3 separate regions of the Mus musculus genome follow, and regions 1 and 3 are each linked to region 2. Evidence: chromatin contacts called from public promoter capture Hi-C data. All regions are on one chromosome and are shown on one strand. Each heading gives the region's core, a stretch centred on a gene start, on an enhancer-like site or on the middle of the called end of the contact. The rest is flanking DNA. Distances are from core to core; before and after follow the strand shown. Region 1 holds the start of Med1 (mediator complex subunit 1). Region 2 holds the start of Hspb9 (heat shock protein, alpha-crystallin-related, B9). Region 3 holds the start of Pgap3 (post-GPI attachment to proteins 3).

Region 1 (4,507 bases), core at 1,358-3,857, 2.5 Mb after region 2:
AGGATGGCTTTGGGAAATGTTTGACTAGCCTTTGGTTGGTTCGTTGGAGACATCTCACTATGTAGCCCTGGCTGTCCTGGAACTCACTTTGTAGACCAGGCTAGCCTTGAGTCTCCCTGTCTCTGCCTCAGCAGTGCTGGGATTAAAAGCCTGAATAGCATTTTAAAAAAATTTTTTTTTTTTTTGAGGGCTGCAGAGATAGATCGCCCAGTGTTTAAGAGCACTGGGTGCTCCTCCAGAGGTCTTGAGTTCAATTAGCAACCACATGGTGGTTCATAATCATCTATAATGTGATATGATGCCCTCTGTGGCATGCAGGTATACACACAGATAGAGCACTCATATCCATTAAAAAAATTTTTTTTTGAGACCAGGTCTCTCTACATGAATCTGGTTGGTCTAGAACTTGGTGTGTAGACATGCTGGCCTCTCTGTCACAAATCTGCCTACCTCTGTCTCCAGAGTTCTGCGATTGAAAGTATTCGACACAACCTAGGCAGCAGTGGCACACCCTTTAATCCCAGCACTCTAGGCAGAGGCAGGAGGATCCCTTAGTAGGAGGCCAGCCTGGCCTACAGAGCAAGATCCAGGACAGCCAGGGCTACAGAGAGAAACCATGTCTCAAAAAAAAGAAAGGAAGAAAGAAAGAAAGAAAGAACAAATGAACTACACTAAGATCAGATCTTTTACTCACTGTTGAAGTTTATTCTGATTGTTTCCAGAGGTCATGAACGTCTCAGAATTACAGAAATTGTGTTTGTGAAGATTTATCAAGACATTGACTGAAGATGTTTTTTGTGATTCATATTGTAGAGAGTAAGTTAAACGTGTGTTTTCACTGGTGTTATAAAAATCAATGATAATACATAGTAGAATCAGAAAAAAAAAAGTTCTCTAACCTAAAATCCTATGTAGTCTTATAAAATGTATAAAACTGAATGAAATAGGTTAGACTTGCTTCCAGGGTGTGTAAAAAGCACCAGTACTGGAGTGTAGGTGCTGTGGTGCTGAACATAAGCAGGATGAGGAAGCCGGTGGATCTTTGTGAAGTCAGGCCAGTCTGACCATGCATCCAGGCCCCGAGCAGCCAGAGCTACAGGAGCCCTGTCTCAAAACCAATAAGACAAACAGCAACAAAAGCCTAAAGTACTGCGGTCCTCTTTTTAAGAATTTTAGATATTACTTTAACAGTTTCTGTGCTTGATATAGGTTAAGTCCTTATTTATTTACTATAAATTGTGCATTACCTCTGTACAAATGGGAAACAAATTAAGCTCAATTTAGATCAATATACTGTTAATTTCTGTACAGAGCCAAGCTCAACATGGTAAACGATGATAATGTTTTCCAAAAATCATCTTCTTTGTGTGTGTGAAGTCATTCTTTTTTTGTTTTGTTTTTGTTTGTTTGTTTGTTTTGTTTTTTGGGTTTTTTTTTTTTTTTTGGTTTTTCGAGACAGGGTTTCTCTGTGTAGCCCTGGCTGTCCTGGAACTCACTCTGTAAACCAGGCTGGCCTCCAACTCAGAAATCTGCCTGCCTCTGCCTCCCTAGTTCCTTTCTTTTTCTTTTATTTATTATATATATATGTATGTATGCGTGTATATGTGTATATGTATGTGTGTGTGTGTGTGTATATATATATACTGTACCTGTCTTCAGACACTCCAGAAGAGTGAGTCAGATCTCATTACAGATGGTTGTGAGCCACCATGTGGTTGCTGGGAATTGAACTCAGGACCTCCTGAAGAGCAGTCGGTGCTCTTAAATTAACTGAGCCATCTCTCCAGCCCCTTCTTTCTTTTTTTTAAACAACATAACTGCTTCTGGTTCTTCAGGAAATTTCACCTTCCCACTTTCTCTAGGAATTAAACCCAGGACTTCAGACATGCTAATCAGGTATGTTGCTGGTGAGTTACAAGTCTTGTCATCTTACAAATCTTACTTTTTTGTTGTTTTGTTTTGTTTTTGTCCAGGCAAGGTTTCTCTGTAGCCTTGGCTGTCCAGAAACTTTGTAGACCAGGCTGCCCTCATACTCAGAGATCTACCTGCCTCTCCCTTCAGAGCGCTGGGATTAAAGGTGTGCGCCACCACCAGGCAAACTCTAAACACCCAAACACTAAAACTCACTGGAAATCTTTCAGTAGAGATTATTTTGTAAGGACCGGTTTTCACTATCCCCTTCCTCATTGGGATTATAGGAGTGTGCCACTTTTCCAGGTGCTCAAAGAGCAAACATTTTGTTTCGTTTGAGACAGGGTTTCTCTGTGTAGCCATGGCTGTCCTGGAACTCACACTGTAGACCAGGCTGGCCTCGAACTCAGAGTTCCGCCTGTCTGCTGGGATCAAAGGCTTGAGCCGCCACCACCGCGGGACGGAAGAGCTAACGCTTTTAATTTACAAATTGTGTAACTGTCGGGATGCAAACATAAACTTTCAGAGAGATGTCAACTCTGGGCACACACCCTTAGACGCCAAGGTGTGAATTCTGAGCCAATCGGAGCCGGGCCTGCTAGAGATCCTGCGGGGAGGACGAAATCAGCCAACCTCCGCGAGACTTTGGTGCGGTTCCTTCTTCCTCCGTCTCACAGGAACACGATTAATCTCGCGATCTTTGGGAAGTTCCGTTGGGGAAGATGGCGGCGGCCGCGAGCACCCTTCTCTTCTTGCCGCCGGGGACTTCAGACTGAGCCTTCCCCGGAAGAGTCGGGGCCGCTGGTGCGCCGCTTCCCCGGAGCCCAGGCTAACTTGGTTCCCCTCTGAGTGGCGGGGAAAGGCTCCCCGGCTCGTGGCGGACCCAAGACCTCCCCGCTGTCAGGATGAAGGCTCAGGGGGAAACCGAGGGTGAGTGACTGGGGGGTGGCGGGGAAGGAGGGGCGGTACACCGCTGCGGCGAGCCAATCCGAGAGAGGAGGTGGGGACCCACGCCCCTCCAGGGCCACCGTGCGTGGGACCGGATCCTGGTGGAATGTGCATCTTAGATCCCGACCGAGCCCTACAGATGCTGGAGCGCCTCCTCCGGGGCGCTGCTCCCCCGTCTCCTCCACTCGTGAAAGGTTTTCTGCGGGACGAGGGACGAGGAAGTTGAGCCTCAGGGTACTTTGAGCTTAGCCCGGTGGGACCCAAGGAGAGGGAAACTGAAACTTGTTGATGCTTTGTTCCAGGAGAGATCGCTGAAGATGACACTAGAACAATGTAATGTCAAAGTAATGGAGGGTGTTTTAGCCGGAGTGACTTGCTTGGTTCGATCTTCATCATAGTAAAAGCGGGCCGTTTATTACTTGGAAGGTCATAGTGTTCAAATACTGTGCTGTGTCTTTACGAACTGCTTTCAGTTGTGCACGACCGGTGGCTTTAAAGCTTGGGGGAGAGGTGTTCAGAACTATAAACTGGCAGGAACAATCCCCAAACCAGTTTCCCAGTTGAGGGAAGAAAAGGGAAGGGATAGAATCTTCTTTGTTTCTTGAGACAAGGTCCCCCTGCCTCAGCCTCCCAAGTGCGGGCTTACACACCTCTCGGCCAGCTAAGAGTTTGATTCTTGGTTCAGATACTCCCTCCCACGACCTGGACTGGCTTATCCAAAAATGAAGTCTCGACATTTGTAGCAAAGTGGACGATACTCAAAATAAGCCATATTAAGATAAATAGCACATTTTCTCTTATGAGGAATCTCGACGTAGGTATGTGTTGGTGTGTGTTGGTTGTGAAAACATGGGACCATGTGGGAACAAAGGAGGTCTGCAGGATAGAAAGGTTAGTGGAATATGAAATGAAGTGAGAGGTTTGGCTGTTTGGAGGTTGGGGCAGTGTGGCTCTCAGAGGGAGAGGACTTGGACCAAGTATAATGGCCTATATGTATAAGAATGCCAAAATGATATGCATTGCTTTGTATGTTAATTTAAAGATAATTTAGAGGCTGGGAATGTAGAGCAGTGGTTAGAGTAATGTCTTCTTGTCCATGGGTTCAATTCCCAGCACCAAAAGAAAAGGAAAAAGGGAGCCAGGTGTGGTGGCCCACAGCTTTAATCCCAGCACCTGGGAGGCAGAGGCAGGCGGTTTCTGAGTTCGAGGCCAGCCTGGTCTACAGCGTGAGTTCCAGGACAGCCAGGGCTACGCAGAGAAACCCTGTCTCCAAAAACCAAAACAAAACAAAACAAAAAAAACCCCTAATTATTTTTTTTTTAAAGATTTTATTTATTATATATGTAAGTACACTGTAGTTGTCTTCAGACACTCCAGAAGAGGGTGTCAGATCTCATTATGGATGGTTGTGAGCCACCATGTGGTTGCTGGGAATTGAACTCAGGACCTTCAGAAGAGCAGTTAGTGCTCTTAACCTCTGAGCCATCTCTCCAGCCCTAAAACCCCTAATTATAATAACGTCTTCCTTAAATTGTGCTCCAAGTATATCCTTCAAGGTGTTGTGAGCCCAAGGGTCCAGTGAGAAACCCTGTCTTAAAAACTAACACGCAAAGAGCCAACTGGTGATGGTTCCTGCCTTAGTCCTAGC
Region 2 (4,556 bases), core at 1,614-4,113:
GCAATGAACGTGAATGAAATTTTCATGGCAATAGGTAAGTTGTCTCTCCCTGTCCTTCCCCTGAGCAGAACAGGACCCTGTGTGCTAGTCTCTAGTGGGTCTGTGGGATATCTTCCCCAGCAGAATTTTTACCATTTAAACTTATAAAATTGAGCTGGAGAGATGGCTCAGTAGTTAAGAGCACCAGCTGCTCTTCCAGAGATCATGAGTTCAATTCCCAGCTCACAATCATTCGATCCGATTCTGGTGTGTCAGTGACAGTGTGCTCATATACCTAAAATTAAAAATTTTTTAAATAAAATTAACTGGTAAAATCGTCTGACTCCCAGATGCAAAACTTTCTAATGCCTGGACCAGTCTAAGTGTTATTCTCCCTGCCCATGTCAGAGCCTTCCATTGCCATGTCTTCCCCCATAGGACTTTAGCTCATTTGCCTCAGGAATCCTTCTGTCTATGAGTTCAAATCCTGGCAATGCCGGTTGTCACTCGGGTTTTGGGCAAGTTCTCTGCTTCAGTTTCTAGGGACACAGTATACCTGGCACACAAGCCCTCCAGTATTCTGGCTGTCACTGAGTAGGGGAGAGTGTTAGGGTGACCTCAAAACCTACTTCCCCTTCTCTCCCTAACAGCTAAGAAGCTTCCCAAGAATGAGCCCCAGAATGCGGCTGGGGCTCCGGGCCGAACCAGAGGTGTGGATCTGCAGGAGAGCAACCCAGCCAGCCGGAGCCAGTGCTGCAGCAACTGAGCCCCCTTACCTGCCACTGCCCCCACTCCTCCACCACAATGACCCGACTGGAATCTACTCTAACCAATCGCACTTAACAACTCGGGCCACCACTGGGGGCAGGGGAAGGGTCCATCAAGAATTCTCCGCATAACTTTGATCCTAGGCCGGAGGGAGTTATTCCACCTGCACCTTTCTGTACAAATACTAATTCAATTTTAAGTCTTAAGTCACTTTTTTAATATATATGATCTTCTGCTCTTCCCAGGTCCCTTTCTCCCGCTCCCCCACTTGCCCTTTGCTGGTAGTAGCCATGCTCCTGTGCTCCTCATCCGTGGGGACAGGGCTTGGAGCAGTCACCCTTTCTTCCCTTCTTGCTGGAGAGCGGACTCAGCAAGAGCACCCACATCTTAACTTGTTGGGAGCGTCTTAGGCTGGGGCAGTGGGCAGGCCCTGAGCTGGGGAAGGGACAGGCTGCTCTTCCCTCAGCTGGCTGTCAATCAGGCTGCAGCCTCCTCCCCAACTGACTCCCAGCTGGGAGAGAAACCGCAGCATTACTTAAGCATCATTATTGACAGCCGGACACCCATGGCCCAGGATCCCTCCACCCTTGGTCACTCTGACCTCTGGCTCTGAGCCCTGTTCTGACCAAATCACGATGATGAGTATTTGGGGGTGGGTGGGTAAGGGGGGGGAGTGGGAGGGATGGAACCAACTTTTTCTGTATTTTGTATTGTATGTTTTCTTCACCATGTAACCAATCAGTATCTTGTCAATATAGTCAGCCGATCGATCGACCTCACGCTTGTCTTCCTCGTCCTTCTCTGGCAGCTGATCAGGCCATACGTAGCCTCTCTGTTTTTCCTGAAGTTAATTTAAATGAATCATCCAATCTCATTAAATGGCTCTACTCCCTGTGTGTGAGAGGATGCTGGTGGTCATGGTAACCAAAAGAAAGAAGCCCTGCTGTTGGTAGTTCTGATGGTGGAAGAGGATAGGACTGACCTGGGGCTGACATCTGTCTCCCCCCAGCTTACATTAAAGGATATGCAACCTGTATTTGAAGATTGTTGGTGTCTGAAGTGACCTGTGAGGGTTTTTTGATAGGACCTAATTAGGACTCAGACCTTTTTTTTTTTTTTAAATATCTCCTCTCCCTGACGAGGAACACCGAGTACTGGTCGTAAGGCCGGTGCTACAGCCCATCACTACCACTGTCCTTCGTGACACCTCCATGCCAGGTTCAACACTGTCCATCCTGGTTCAGACCATCAGCTGATTCTGAATGGCAACAGCTAGGCTGTCCCAGCTCTCTGCTGCTCCCTGCTGGAGCTATTGCTATTGGCTAAATCCATACACACCCCTAGTTTATCTCAGGGCCAGAAACTTGATTATTGATGTACTTACTACCACCTTGAGTTCCCTCCCCTGGTCACCCTACTCCCTACAGCTCCAACCCTTCACCCTCAGGAAAAAAGCAGGAGGACTTAAGGCTGCTGCACACCTCGGTTTAATACATTAGGGTAGGTTGTAGTGCCTAGGGCCTCCCCTCCTGAGTCTCAGGGCCGAGTCTGTTTGGGCTTCAACTCTTCTCCCGCAGGAAGAACGCTAAGAGACTCTAAGGATTCTTCACACTTTCGTTTTGTAAGGAGCTCTTAGGCCCTCCCCTCCTGGGTTTCTGGGACTGGCCTGTTTGAGCTTCAGGGGGAGGTAGGCACTTGTTTTGTCCCCTGAGCCACAGATGGCCAGAGGGGGTCAGGCTGCAGGTCATGGCTGCAGGATCTAAGGTCGGCGGGAGCTGCATTTGTCGGTGAACACTCTGCTCCATGCGGTAGCGGCCCCTGCTCGGGTCATTCGACTCGTGTTGCCGCTGGCCGGTCACCGTCAGATTCTGGCCGTCTATCCGCACCACCAAGTCCTCCGGAGCGAAACCTTGGGCATCCACCTTTATTTGGAAACTTGGTTGCTCACAGCCATTGCCCTGCACCTCATCCCTGAGCAGCCTCACTGGTAGAGTGGCCACTTGATTCCGTTCAGCAAGGGCCACGCTGGGACATCGGGAAGCTACCCGGTTTTCCCCGGGTTCGCGCTGCCCGGTGGAGAAACTGCTTCCTACCCGCTGCATCCGAGAGTGCAACTGCTGCCTGAGGGCGCGAGGGCTCCCCAACCCCCCATCCGGGGCGGGTGCGAAGAGGAAGGGCCCGCCCACTCTTCCCATCCAGAAGGGCAAAAACACTCAAGTCGCTGTCTTATCTTCCTTGCAAGCGCTGCAGCTTTTGTCCAGAACCGGCTTCTGCTTCTCCCTGGGCCCTTCTCTCACATCAGAGGGCAGGAAGGAGGCTATGAAGGAACTGGATCACCTGAATGTGCGGGGTTACAGCTCCATCCTGGGAGCTGATGGGATTGAGCAACGGGGTTGAAAAGGTCTGGCTTGCTCTGCCCTGCCCTGCCCTGCCGGCCCTGCCCTACCCTGCCCTTTTAAGAATCGGGCCTGGGGCAAGGAAAATTGTTCTCTGGACTGAGCCAAAAGAGGGGGCCTTTCTGATCTTCCAGGAAGAACTATCCCTGACCTTTCACAGTCTACCTCTACAATGGGAAGAAACTGTCTATTTCTCTGGCTTTCCTCCACCCCCACCCCCCCATTAAGGAGTGGGCAGGGAAAAAGATGGAGGTAGGATGGAAGGGTATGAGGTCAGGAATCCTCTCCATCTTCAAAGCTGCCTAGGCGAGCCAGAAGAGGGGACCACCCCCTACCCTCCGCATCTTCAGTGTTGGTCTCTCTGGTTCTTTAGTTCTCAGCACACACAAACACACTCCCCCCCCCCTTTCCTGCCCACTCCCAACACACACACACACACACACACACGAATGCCCGTGCATGAACACACACATTCAACAGCAGCATGGCCCACAACTATGTCTCTTTGTTCTTTTGAAAATAAAACCGTTTCTGTTTAACAGCAACCCAAGTATAGAAAAAGCTGATTGTCACTGGGCAGTGATGGCGCATGCCTTTAATCCCAGCACTTGGGAAGCAGAGCCAGGCGGATTTCTGAGTTCGAGGTCAGCCTGGTCTACAGAATGAGTTCCAGGACAGCCAGGGCTTCACAGAGAAACCCTGTCTCAAAAAACAAAATAAAACAAAACAAAACAAAACCCAAAAACTGATTGTCAAAGTTAATTCATAAGTGTGAACACCACAGTACAAATAGTAGAATTAATGTTACATTTTATCTCTATTGTAGCTGCAAGCCTTAGCCGGCAGCCACAATAGGGCAGGCTTTTGCAATGTGGGAGCCAACCTCAGGCCCAGGCCTGTTCTTCCACCTATGGACTTTAAAAGGGCAGCATCCACAAATCCTCCAGACGGCCAGTGTTCTGGGGTGCCTCTTGTTCCCAAGAGGATAGTAATTGTCACTATCTCGGATGGCTTAAAAAAGATTAGAATGAAGTAATGGTCAAATCTAGGATGCTCAACCAAGCGACATTTGGTTGTCTGGAACCAAGAAAAAAAAAAGTATGGAAGGCCAAAGGATGGGAAGCGGCAAAGGAAGACTACGACTCCCATCGTGCGCCGGGGCCGTGACGCCTGCGCACTGTGCGCCGGTTGCCCATGCGGCCCTAGGGCTGGGAGCGCGGCGCCGCTCCGCTGCGGGGGAGGCCATGGCGGAACCTTCCCAGGCCCCAAACCCGGTCCCGGCAGCGCAGCCCCGGCCCCTTCACTCCCCAGCCCCTGCCCCAACTTCGACTCCTGCGCCCAGTCCGGCTTCAGCCTCCACTCCGGCTCCGACTCCGGCACCAGCCCCTGCCCCAGCTGCAGCCCCAGCTGGGA
Region 3 (4,214 bases), core at 288-2,787, 2.3 Mb after region 2:
TTCCATCCCCTGGAGCTGGATTTGCAAATGACCCTGAGCTGCCTCTGTGGATGCTAGGAACTGAGCTCTAGTCCTCTGCAGGAACAACATTCATTCTTCACTGATAAGCCACCTCCCCAGCCCCTGAGAGTGCAGTGTGTGTGAGTGTGTGTGTGTGTGTGTGTGTGTGTGTGTGTGTGTGCTGCAGCACACTTGATGTCAGAGGACAACTCTGTGGAGAGGATTCTCTTTTCCCACCTTTATTGAGTTCTGGGAATCGAGTTCAGTGAAGAGCCTTCACTCACAGGTGGCTAGCCCACCCAGACAGTTTTAAGTTGTTCATTTACTTAAAGAAGGAAAGAAAGAGAGAGAGAGAGAGAGAGAGAGAGAGAGAGAGAGAGGGAGGGAGGGAGGGAGGGAGGAAGGAAGGAAGGAAGGAAGGAAGGAAGGAAGGAAGGAAGGAAGGAAGAAGGATCTCAAAGTGTCTCCCATGGAAAGCAAAGTTCTACTTTAGTGCCAGAGGTGAGCAGGACAAGAAAGGACTCCATCCCATCGGGGAAAGACAAGCCACTACATAGTATCCATCCAGTGCTAACAATCATCCTTAAAACACAGCCTTTAATTGGTAACAGGAAAACAAGCAGGAGCAAGAGGGCCAAAGCACACAAGGACAAGAGACTCTGGAGACATGGACCTTTAAAGTGCATCTGGAGCAACAGAGTGAAGACCAGCAGGCCAGGCCAGGCTGAGTTGAGGAGTTAGTAAGGAATTGTAAGAAAGAGATTGGTCAACCTTGAATTTTAGAAAGTGGAGCCGTGGTTAGTTTTGGGTTTTGTTGTTGTTCGTTTTTGTGTTTGTGTCTGCTTGACACTGGCTAGGGTCATCTGGGAAAAGGGTACCTCAATTAAGAAAATAAATGCTTCCTTCAGACTGGCCTGTCAGCAAGTCTACAGAGGACACTCTCTTGATTAATAATTGACATGGGAGGGTCCATACCACTGTGGGAGGTGCCAACCCTGGGCAAGTGGTCCTGGGTGTTGTTAAGTGACTAAGCCAGTAGGCAGCACTCCTTCGAGGCCTCTGTTTCCGCTCTTACCTCCAGGTTCCTGCCCTGGCTTCCCTCCATGATGGCTTGTGATGGGGTGACATAAAGCAAACCCCAAGTTGGTCTTTATCACAGTAACACAAAGCTAAATAGGAGAGAAATGCCTACTGGAGGGGACCAAAGTAGAGACAAAGACACCTGTTAAGAAGTTCTTCAGCTCTTTTAATGGCAGCGTCTTTAATCAAGATGCTGACATAAGAAATGGGGATAAGTGGGGTACCCAGAACATTTGGAAACTGGAATCTAAGAGAGTGGGTGACAGAAAGGCGTCTGCTTGAAACAAAGACCGTGTAAAATAGAAGGGAGAAAGTACACTTAATTTGCTCCTGGGCGCAAATCGCCCCTTCTCCTTAGGTGCTGTATATGAAAAGAGGAGACAGCAGTATAGAGGTGGGGTACCCGCCCACTGAAATCCGGGAACTTTTATTTAAAGTGGGCGGGCGTCAGCGGAGGATGCAACGATGAACACAGGTACTTCCGGTTGTTACGGAAGTGGGACTTCGTCTTCTCCCAAGCTCCTCCCTCAGCGGCCGGGCACAGTGACAGAATGGCCAAGCGGACGGCGCCGCTGCTGCTGCTAACCTTGGCAGTGGGACTCGCGGGGGGTTCCCAGGGCGACCGCGAGCCCGTGTACCGCGACTGCGTGCTCCGATGCGAGGAACGGAACTGTTCGGGAGACGCACTGAAGCACTTCCGCTCCCGCCAGCCAATCTACATGAGCCTAGCTGGTAAGCCCCGCCCACCCGTGAAAGCCCCGCCTGTTCGTCTTGGCTCCGCCTACTGTGCCCTGCTGTTCTGCAACTTAGAACCTCAGTTTCCCTCAGCGTTCTCTCAAGAGTGTTAATGTCAGGAGCCTCCTGAGTGTGTGTGGAGGGGTGGGAAGGTGGGGGGGGGGCTATTGCATCAGCCTACCCCACCTTTCCAGAGGTTTCATGTTATTTATTCAAACCACTACTTTTTAAATACAAAGAAGACCTGAAGTAACCCAGGAAGCAGACCAGGAGCCTGCCCTTCTGGGCTTATAATCCCCAGGCAGGTGAACATTAGCCTTCTCCAAGACAGAATAGTTTGAGACCTAATGGGCCCATAGGTTAAGCACTATACGCATTTGGAAGTGAAAGGGACGGAGTCAGCTTCAGTGGGTGGAGGCAGGGTGTTCAACCACAGAACAATTTAAACAGGATGGAATTGATGTCAACCAACATATTGAGCACCCACGTTGGACGGGTGTCACAGCAGGTCAGCTGGCTTTCACCACAACCCCGTCAGATACTTTCCCTAATCCGCTTTAAAGATGAGAACACTCAGAGAGACTAAGTACCTTGCCCAAGGTCACACCGTCTGTAAAGTGGCAGAGCAGAATTCCCAGATCTGACCTGTTTGACCAACAGCTCCTCCACATTATTATCCGGTTTCCATTCCAGACAGAGGCAACAGAGAGCTTGGAGGTCCTAGGAGGATTTGGGTACATGAAGCATCTTGGTTTACCCAGAGATCAGGGAGCAGGAAGATTAGGGGCAATAAGGAAACAAAGGTACCGGGGAACCTGAGGAGTCTGATGAAAGGTCTGAGCTCGATTTTCACAGGACATAGGAGGGCACCAAAGATCCCTCCCTGGGTTCAGGATGGACAAGTATGAACCTAGGTCTCCAAGAGGGGCCTGCCAGATCCTAAGAGCTTAGATCAAGGGAGAAGAAACTATTCTCTTTGCTCCCACTGATATAATATATTCTCCCCCCCCCCCCGCTGTGTGTGTGTGTGTGTGTGTGTGTGTGTGTGTGTGTGTGCGTGCGTGCTCGAGCGCACACCCACCCTCTCTTCTCTGTCCAACTGGGAAGTAAGATTCTGAGATTTCCGCTGATTCTGTCCAGCCTTCAGGTCCTCTTGGTCTCCATTCGTGCCTGGAGGCTTATGCCTCCCTAAGTCCTCACACAGCTGTAGTCCTGTTTGTCTGTTTCAGGCTGGACCTGTCGGGACGACTGCAAGTATGAGTGTATGTGGTTCACTGTTGGCCTCTACCTTCAGGAGGGCCACAGAGTGCCTCAGTTCCATGGCAAGGTGAGTCGGGGGCTCAGGGATGGTACATGGTGGCCCTTCAGCCCCGAGCTGGTCCATGCCATCCCAGCAGCCTGAGATGCAGTGTCACAGGGTGCGGAGAGATAGGACAGGTACTTGCGCTCAGCATCTCTTCCTTTTCCAAGGGTGCCAGTGTGTCCTGCTTCTGAATTTGGAGGAATAAGGTCTGTGTCCCAAGCCAATTGTGATGGCACACACCTTTAATACCTGCCTCTGGGAGGTAGAGGCCGGTGGCTCTCTGTGAATTTAAGGCCCACCTAATCTGTGCAGCCAAGGCTTCATAGTGAACCCCTCTCTCCAAAAAACAAAACCACAAGCAGAAAGACCCCCTTGCAGTACCCACAGACCCTGACTGAGATGTTCCTGTCCCTGCTTCTCCAGTCAGAGTCTAGATCATCAGAAATACCCTTCAGACCCCCACCACCACCTCGGCTCTGTGCCCACTGTTACCTCATTTTGGCCTGTGGGGTTGCCAGGAACTGGTCACCCTACTTTACCACAAAGCAGCCAGGCGCCCCGAGGACGATGGCAATCAGTTGAAGGGGGATGGGGCCTACATCTGGATGGCAGGTCTGTATGGTTTCACCCCATGTGTCTGCTGTCCCCAGTGTCAGGCTCCCATGGCAGTGGCTGCCTGCCAGCCAGGGAAAGACTCTCATCTTAACCAGGGACTTCTGGAGAGATACCCATTAACTTGAGGGAACTTGAAATCCTGAGCTGAGGAACCAGCTGGAGTGCTGTCAGTGCAGCCGTCATGGAAAGGTGGACCAGGCTGGGTAGGGGCTGCCACTCCTCACCTCCCTGTGCTCCTTTTTCAGTGGCCCTTCTCCCGGTTCCTGTTCATCCAAGAGCCAGCTTCTGCCGTGGCCTCACTCCTCAATGGCCTGGCCAGCCTGGTGATGCTCTGCCGCTATCGCGCCTCTGTGCCAGCCTCCTCCCCCATGTACCATACCTGCATGGCCTTCGCTTGGGTAGGTAGCCTGCCAGGACACTCTGCACCCTGCTATGAGAAGGGGAGCCCTTCCATCCCCAGAGATGGGCATCTAGCAGCCAG

The links. Promoter capture Hi-C pulls out the DNA fragments that hold promoters and counts their contacts.
Region 1: a promoter capture Hi-C map of cranial neural crest shows a contact between it and region 2. The contact joins the promoter of Med1 here to the promoter of Hspb9 in region 2. A contact is called at or near these places in 2 of 39 promoter capture datasets (cranial neural crest and pre-B cells).
Region 3: a promoter capture Hi-C map of maxillary cranial neural crest shows a contact between it and region 2. The contact joins the promoter of Pgap3 here to the promoter of Hspb9 in region 2. A contact is called at or near these places in 4 of 39 promoter capture datasets (cranial neural crest, liver, maxillary cranial neural crest and 1 more).

The regions. Positions count from the first base shown.
Region 1 is chr11:98,191,393-98,195,899 of GRCm38.p6, reverse strand. Med1 (mediator complex subunit 1) reads left to right here and starts at 2,607. Exons shown (of 17, transcript NM_001080118.1): 1 at 2,607-2,841. The coding sequence starts at 2,817. Gm38963 (a long non-coding RNA gene) reads left to right here. Exons shown (of 4, transcript XR_880193.2): 3 at 723-816; 4 at 1,863-1,964.
Region 2 is chr11:100,712,236-100,716,791 of GRCm38.p6, reverse strand. Hspb9 (heat shock protein, alpha-crystallin-related, B9) reads right to left here and starts at 2,863. Exons shown (of 1, transcript NM_029307.2): 1 at 2,217-2,863. The coding sequence starts at 2,849. The coding sequence ends at 2,343. Rab5c (RAB5C, member RAS oncogene family) reads left to right here. Exons shown (of 6, transcript NM_024456.5): 5 at 1-34; 6 at 630-1,789. The coding sequence ends at 745. It overlaps Kat2a (K(lysine) acetyltransferase 2A), which reads left to right and starts at 4,325. Exons shown (of 18, transcript NM_001038010.2): 1 at 4,325-4,556. The coding sequence starts at 4,388.
Region 3 is chr11:98,397,813-98,402,026 of GRCm38.p6, reverse strand. It overlaps Pgap3 (post-GPI attachment to proteins 3), which reads left to right and starts at 1,537. Exons shown (of 8, transcript NM_001033537.2): 1 at 1,537-1,812; 2 at 3,045-3,142; 3 at 3,979-4,131. The coding sequence starts at 1,632.